2 separate regions of the Rattus norvegicus genome follow, and region 1 is linked to region 2. Evidence: chromatin contacts called from public Hi-C data. All regions are on one chromosome and are shown on one strand. Each heading gives the region's core, a stretch centred on a gene start, on an enhancer-like site or on the middle of the called end of the contact. The rest is flanking DNA. Distances are from core to core; before and after follow the strand shown.

Region 1 (4,226 bases), core at 1,194-3,693, 69 kb before region 2:
GAATGAGGACTCAGCATTTTTTAAGGAGGGCCTTAAATTTGAACCCAAATTTTCACTCACTTAGCGGTCTCACATTTTTGTTAAATATATACTTCTGGAACTAGGGTGGAATTCAGTGACAGAGTGTTTACCTACCATGCATGAAATCCTGGGTTCAACTCCATAACTGGGGAAACAAACAAGCCAACAAAAACTCCAAAGCAAACAACAAGAACAAAAACCAAAACCAAACCAGAACCCAACAAGCTCCAAACTGGCCAGCAAGCATTTGGGGACCAGGACCATTAGTGAGAAATGGAAAATGTGTCTCTGCTACCTGCCTTCTGCAGCCTCATGGGATGCCCTGAGGAATTCCAGCTAATGAGGATTAGATCTCACCCAGTTTTGTGGTCTTAGACCCCAATGCAGGCCCACAATGAGGACCAGAATTGTTGTACTTAAAAGAGTATCTCAAACAGAGAAGTAAGAATTTTCATGTACAGAGGCAGGCTGGCTGACACACTGAGGGTACAAATATGTTTATGTGTGTGTGACAGCATGCTGATAACGTTGTCATTTTGCACAGGGTGGGGAGAAGGCTTGGCTGGTCGACTGCTTCTATGTCCTCTTCCCAAGCAGAGGGTTTGTCGCTCTGTGGTGGTTTTGGTGGCTGCCGGCTATGGGGCCAGTCTAAGGAGAGGGTTAGGAAAGCTGGGAAGGGGTTGGTAACACCAAACTCACACTTAAACCTCAAATGAAACTGGCCAGCCAAGGTTGGCTTTCTGAGACGAGGAGCCCTTGAAGCTCACCGACCCTCTGACACACTTGGTTCTGGTAGGTGGAAGCAGCAGGGAGTGATGCAGAAACCCTTCCCAGAAGATTCTGATATCTTCCATGGCCTGCTATTCAAATGACTCTACATATCCCAAAAGTGCCTAATCTGCAGGAAGCCTGGCAGCTAACAGGGCACCCACCAGCTTCCTCTGCAGTGAGCTTGCCCAGTACAAAGTAGCTCAAGCCTAGGGTAGGTCCTGCACTCCCTTGGATCACTCGTCTACCAATGCTCAGAGACAGTGGAACACAGGAAGAGGGGGCTATTGTGGGGTCTAGACTCACAAAGCCAGAACGCCATGAAGTTGGGGTGCACCAGCTGCCTGCCTGGGTGTACCCGCCTGGTGCAAGCGTCCCTCCTTTGTGCAAGTGTGGGCAGACAGACTCAAAGTGGGTGGGGAGGGCTTGAGTCACCAAGGATGTGATTTGCAAAACTCAGGTCCCAAGAACTTTCCTCAAGTCTTCAGCTTTTGAAAGTAAAGGTTAATTGCAAAACCCCAGGGAGGAAGGGAAAGGTCACACGGGCAGATGAGCGGTGATTTTGAACATCTGTACCCTCGGCGATGGCTGGAAGTTAGTGCATTTTAGAGTTCGTACACCGTTTGTATTTGCCTTTTGGTGGCTAACTCTAGGTTTCTGAGTTACCATCAACAATGCTAATAATCATAAACAGAACTGGTTCTCTCTCTCTCTCTCTCTCTCTCTCTCTCTCTCTCTCTTTCTGTTTTCTATAAACTAACTTGTCTAAATTATGCACCAATCTTATGAAAACAGTGCTTTTATTATCCTCTTTTTACAGAGGGAACCAAGGCACAGAATTTAAGGAAATGGGCCAGGGCCACATAGTTGTAAAATAAAGGGACTTGAGATTCAGGTCATCATGTGAGCATAGGTACAGAAAGGGTCCAGAAGAGGGTGTCAGATAGCTTGGATCTGGAGTTACAGGTGACTGTGAGCTACCTGGTATAGTGCTGGGAACTGAACTCTGGGCCTCTGCAAGGACAGTGAGCACTTTTAGCCACTAAGCTATCTCTCCAGCTCACTGTCTTTCATTTTAAAACATGACATCAGAGGAGGAGACTGGACTTGCAAAAGAGAAGGGAAAAGATCATGTAATGGAAACTTTCCTCCATTCGTCCTCTGAGGGGCTCACTTATAAATACCTGAGCAGGAGTCTAGTTCCTTTTCTGTGGTGAGTTTTGGGAGGCGAGTTAATGGATGGTGATGTGTGGTTTTTGTTCCTGGTTGCTTCATTTATTATTTCTCTCCTGGGTGAAGATGGACTTTGATGACTGACGTTTTTCTGTCATCTAAGACTGTGACTTGTGATTAAAGAAAGCTGAGGGAGATATGGGACAAATAAATAAAAACCAAGTACTCCTTGTTTGCTGAAAAGTTTCTGCATCCAGGGTCTTCATTCTACAAATAGGAGTTGATGGAAAAGAAAGGGAAACTGAGACAGGAGTTGGCCAGGAGTTCGGTTTTACATTCAAGGTACAGAGAACTTAAGTTCATGACAGCCACTCTTCCCAGCTCTATAGCAAACCAGGTGACCTGGAATTGGCTTGGTGTGCAGCAAGTAAATGTCACTCAGGCAATAAGATCCTTTTCTCTGGCTATCGCTGGCTGAGAAACAAGTCATTCAGGAAGAGAGGAGGTGAAGCACTTTGGGCACATATGACTCAGTCTGTAGAAAGGGCTGCTTTAATCTAGTGGCAGGAACTCATTCAGGATTTCCCATCTGTTTCAATGTCGTGTGTATCTTTACTATTAAGCGAGTCAGCAGTGCCTTCCAAAAGCATCCACAAGAGCCATGAATGAGGCAGCACCGTTCCTTGTTTCATTTTTTAAAAGGATAATAGTGAAACCTCTTAGCAAATGTTCACCACCATTGGAACTAAGACACCAGGGAGAAAAGAGAGTTTGCATGCACCTGTTTCTTGCCTTTGCCTTTGACAGCCATTTTACTATAATCCAGACCCCATCTCTCTAGGCTCCAGAAACATCAAATAAGTATGTCAAGCACAAATGCTACTAACAACAACTTTACACAATCCAACGAGCTAAGTCTAACAGATATTAGTTCCAACTTGAAGCCTAGAGAGAACTACTTGCTTTGTTTCTATAGCTACCAGAGAGCTGTAGGGGCTCCCCATGGGCAAAGGGAGGACATAGACTGAGGGAAGCCCAAAGACCAGAGGTCATGCATGCATGGATGAGGTTTGGAGTGGAAATCAGCTGGCAGTTTGTCTTGTGTTGCGTCCTCTGTTTTCATGATACCTTAGAGGTTACACTCACTCATTTGGACACTCCTAAGAGCAATCATTCTCCTCTAGTTGTTCATGCTATTGCTGCATTGCCTGATCCTTCATGAGAACTTCAGTTCAGGTGATGCCTCAGTCTGGAAAATGCTTGCCTTAAAAACATGAGGTCCTAAACTCAGTCCTCAGCACCCATGTAAAAACCAAACCAAAACAAAACAAAACAGGTGTGACCATGTGCACTTATAGTCCCAATTCCGGGATGTGGAGATGGGAAGACTGCTGGGGACCTCTGGGCAGCCAACCAAGCCTATTTGATAAGTTCTAAGTCAGTGAGAGGGCCTGTCTCCTCCAGACAGGGTGGGCTACTTCTAAGAAATGACAGGAGGTATCCTCCTGCCTCTGTGTACATATGCACCTGAACACACATATGCATGCATATGCATACATGGGTATACACATATACACAGAAATAATCAAGACTTAATTTAAAAAGAAGTTAAAGTGATGCTCTTTGGTTGTAGCTGTATGACTCCAAAGCTCCCGATGGAAAACCCATGCACTATGAAGTTTTCTGCAAACACCGTAGCTTCCAGCTATTGGCATATTTCCCCAACTATAGTAAGCTCTCATTAAATATTTAGATAGTTAACTGAATAAAACTTCTGGACTTAATCTAGAAGTAATCACCATCATTAACTGAGATTTTGGGGGGTAAGTTCTGACTATCTTATTTTTAATTCTGTCTTTTCTTTTTGGTATCCAGAAAACATTTTCTTCCCTAGTGCTTCTTGAAGGAAATCTCAAACTTCTTGAAGTTTCTTTTCTGGGCACCCTCTTTAGTTTAAGTGGACCTTTCTTAAGGTTTAACATGTCAGGCAAGGCAAGGAGCTTAAAAGGCCCATTAGATTTTGTCCAATAGAGTAGGCTTCTTGATTTCCTTTAGATCTGGCTATGTGTGTGACTCAGTCATCTCAAAACCTGACCTTGTATAAATTCAACCCCCACCATCAAAATCCTACTTTTCGGCAACACGTTGAGATAAAGTGTTGGCTCTTTGGTTCCTACATTAAAAATGTGGGGTGGGGTGGAGAGAGTTGAGTGTCATTTCTTCCCATCAATGGTTTCCAGATCTAGGAGCTGTTCCCTGTAATC
Region 2 (4,133 bases), core at 560-3,059:
TTCTTGGCAAATTTTGGGCCTTTTGTTCATTTCTTTACTTTGCCTTTTGATAATAGAAAGCATTCATTTTTCTAACGTTTCATTGCACTAGCATAGACTCTAATAACCTCTTATTTATAGGCAGAAAAAGACAGTACAAACCCCCTTCCCCTCCCCACCACGGCAAAAGTAAAATTGGCATTCACTTCAGTACCTACGACGTTCATCCTAGTTTGCTTTTCCGTTGCTGTGATAAAGGCTTCACCAAAGTAACTTGGGGTGGGGGTGGCGGAGGTCTATTTGGCTTTCATATCCCAAGTCATAGTACACTAAAGAAAGTCAGGGCAGGCACCTGGAGGCAGACACTGAGGCAGAAGCCATGTAGGAATGCTTCTTGTAGCTTGCTCTCCATGGACTGCTCAGCTTGAATTCTTATACCGCCCAGGACCACTTGTCTGGGGGTGGCACTACCCTGGTGAGCTGGGTTCTGCCATATCAATCATCAAGAAAGTTCACCCACAGATTTACTTATCTGATGGAGGCATTTCCTCATTCAAAATTCCCTCTTCACAGATGACTTGGGCTTGCTTGTATCAAGTTGACAAAAACTGACCGGCACAATTTGCATGTAAATTTTAGACTAACTTTGGACTTTCTGAGGCATATAAATACATTAGGGATACTATTAAAATGAAGATGTTGTTTCTAGAGGTCTTGAGTGTTGCTTGAGATTTTTGTATTCATAGCAAGCTACCTAGTGAGGGGGTACTGTTCGTCTTGGTATGTACCACCGTTTGTAGAACTAATAATACATACAACTACTACTGTCATATACTTCTTTTTTTTTTTTTTTTTTGGTTCTTTTTTTCGGAGCTGGGGACCGAACCCAGGGCCTTGTGCTTCCTAGGCAAGCACTCTACCACTGAGCTAAATCCCCAACCCCTGTCATATACTTCTTTAAGCCTCTGTAACATAACAATGAAGTGGTTTCTGTTATGATCCTCACTTTAAATGTGAGAAAACAGCGAGTTAGAGATAATGACTTGGCCAGTCACAAGTTGCTAATAAGAGGCAGAGTTAGGACCTAAACCCAGGGTTGACTAGCTCTGGAGTTCAAGTTCAAACACTCCCCATCACTGTTCCTTGAGACAAAAATAACATTTGTAAGCTTTAGCTTAGTCACAGTGAACTTTCTTGGGAGGTGAGGAGAGATGATATCTTTTGCCTAGCACTTTATAACCATCTGTATCTTGGATCTATTTATAGCTTCTAGTGAGGCAGTGGTTGGAGGGTAGCCCAGCACAATGCTGTGTAAGGAACTCCTGGGTATATATTCCAAACTTGAGCTGAAAGAGCTTGTTGCTTTTCCCCTTAGGACACTCAAGTGGGAATCAAGACAGTGGAGTGACCACAACTTCTGGTCCTGCGAGGAGACCTCAGATTCCAGGTGAGTTTCACACCATGCAGCAAACATTAGATAATTACAGCAAGATTCTCAGAATGTCCTAGACAAGACCTCATCGATGCACATCCGGCTCCCCTGTGCAAGCTTAGGTATAAATAAAAATACTACAGTCTCCCTGTAGTCCTCTCTGTTTTCCCCTTTAGGTACCCATTAGATAGATGAGCTCACACTGAGGCTACCTCAAAGAACTGATGCTATCAGTTACTTAAGCATTTTCCCCCCCATGAACGATGGATCACCCAGAGGACCTCATGGTACACCCAATTCCTTCATAGCTCAACCCAGTTTCCCCTATATTTCTGGGACTGAGATGCAATGTGTCATCCTCTTGCATTGGCAGGCAGGGAGGAGATGCTGATTATCTGGGCTGGCTGGAGTGAAAACATTCCTCCAGTCCTCAAATTACTCTTCCTTGAGGGACAGTCTGCTAATGCAGCCAGAAGAAATGTTTTATAAAGTTTACACATGCAGGGAGGGAGCTTTGACATCTGGCTGTCCCATGCTAAGGGATTTAGCATTTGATGCAATGTCTTCTTTTAGCTTGGGGTTGAAAATGAGTATGTGTAAAGGGGTGGGGGTCGGGGGAAGTCCACAAAGGAAGTTTCCCTTAATGTTCTAAATTATCCTTTTAACCCTTTCTTCAGAGGGCTCCTTTGTCTCAAATTATTGACCACCTGAGGAGGCAGGAGTACAAAGAGGGAGTGGACGTTCAGGGAGGAGTGGGCAGGGGATGGCAGGCTGAATTCAAGCTGGAGAATTCATCTCAGTCTAGTGAGAAAGAATGTGGACTTCTCAGCACTGAAGGCCAGGAAGGGTGAGGGGAGGAAGAACAGAAATGACATCTTCCTGAAAGTGTCCCTGCTTCCTTGAAGTGAACCAAAGGGGATGCACAGTCTGAAGTAAGAGGAAAGTGAGACTTCCAAGGAGAATAGTGGCTGACAGACCCCTGGTTTTCTTCCTTTACAAGCCTTCATTTACCACACACATCTGCAACTGAATCATACAACTTGTCCATCCTGTTGAAGCCAGAGTTTAAAACATGCGCATGAGATTGCATCAATCCATAAGTGGTACAAGATTATCCAGTAAACTTTAGAAACTATAGCTTAGAAAATGGATGGAAATGTCAATCACTGTATCTCATTACCCACACGTGTTAAAGCTACAGTATTAATTGATGTTTTTCCTAATATTGTTTTCAAAGTAATTTATTTCCAAACTGCCACATATGTTGTTTGGCTAATATTTTCTGCCTGTCAGTTCCACTTTCCGTGTCATTAAGTACCTTTCCCTTGAATTATGTAGCACATAACAAAAATGTATGAATCCTGATCTGCTTACTTAATCCCTCACCATTGGACATTAGGTTGGTTTCAATTTTTATTGGTATAAAGCAATATAATGGAGGGAATCACTAAAGCTAACTTTGAGATCCTCTACCTTTTCAGAAGTGTACATGCTAATCAAAAAGCATGAGTAATTTGGAGTTTTTCATCAGTGGAGCCGAATGACTGAAATAAGTAGACTGTACCTCCCTTTTTCTATCCTTACCATGGGAAGATCCTTTTCCCACTAGATTATGAATTCCATCTTGGTTTTGAATGAAATTCAAGGCAGATACTCTCACATAGGCACGGAATGTTTCTGTCAAGAGAAATATAAATTTTCTTTAATCTACTTAACATTTCACCAAAAACATATACAGGCTTCTTGATATCTTTTTTTCTTTTTTGAAACATTTTTATTCTGGAAGAACTACTGATAAAAGGTTAATAAAAGAAGTCTGTCGGATGAACGTTTATAGCAAAGTCTGTCTTAGGATGTTTTAGCTGAGCTGTTGTTCAAACCTCTCTGCAGAGCTGACTGGGGGTTTCATTTAGAGCAGATCAATTTTTAAATTGCATTTTTTATTTCATAACATACGTTGGTGATGCTCACGTATGTCCTTCTCTTCACACCAGAGTGGCTTATCATCTTGGCATCCCTCCTGGCGCTGGCTCTGATTCTTGCCGTCTGCATTGCTGTCAACAGTAGGAGAAGGTAAGAGAGAGTGCCCCTTGCAGCTTTCCACTTCGAAGGGCATGGTGGAACTTGGGTTTTATATCCATGTTACTCAGACTGTAGCCCTTGTAACTGGCAGCTTTGGTAGCCTGGAGCGTGCTAGACCTGTAGGTTTTTTGTTTTGTTTTGTTTTTTGTTTTTTGTTTGTTTGTTTTTTTTTTTGCCTGGCAAGAGTTCCTGCATCAGAGTCTGTATTTTACTAAGATCCCAGGGAGTCCTGCCCATATCATAGTTTAAGAAGCCCTTCTCTGCCCCATTCTTACATGTATGATGCTTTGGAACCCCTCCTTTAAACAGTGGTCAAGTTTTACTGTTCCTTGGTTTTTCATGGTTAAACCCTATGGTGACTATCAGGTGGAAGTTATGAAATAGCTCATTGGGAAGACACATAAAGAATATACTCAGCCATTGACTCACTAAACAAATATTAACTAAGTTCTTGCAAGGCTTAAAATGTTGTATAACAAATCAAGAATTGGCCATCTTCCTTTGGTCATTGGAAACTTATGGAACCTTCTAGAATCTTTGTCCAAAATTGGCATGGGCCCTGTTTTGTTGCTTGTTTCTCTTTAAGGATATTATTTTGCGTTTTATAAAAAATTCGGTTGAAGGGATTCAGGGCATTGCC

What was found. A called contact is a pair of places that touch in the nucleus more often than the background predicts.
Region 1: a Hi-C map of psoas muscle shows a contact between it and region 2, with 3 times the contacts expected there. The contact joins two enhancer-like sites. A contact is called at or near these places in 2 of 12 Hi-C or Micro-C datasets (Schwann cells and psoas muscle).

Annotation. Positions count from the first base shown.
Region 1 is chr3:109,690,563-109,694,788 of GRCr8, reverse strand. All of the region lies in intron 1 of Cd44 (CD44 molecule), which reads left to right. Among named protein-coding and RNA genes, the nearest start is that of Cd44, 6.7 kb to the left of the region's middle. Within about 2 kb of position 2,443, at least 4 of the 93 cell types and tissues checked have an H3K27ac peak or open chromatin away from gene starts, as enhancers often do.
Region 2 is chr3:109,621,072-109,625,204 of GRCr8, reverse strand. It overlaps Cd44 (CD44 molecule), which reads left to right. Exons shown (of 19, transcript NM_012924.3): 17 at 1,355-1,426; 18 at 3,406-3,484. Among named protein-coding and RNA genes, the nearest start is that of Cd44, 76 kb to the left of the region's middle. Within about 2 kb of position 1,809, at least 5 of the 93 cell types and tissues checked have an H3K27ac peak or open chromatin away from gene starts, as enhancers often do.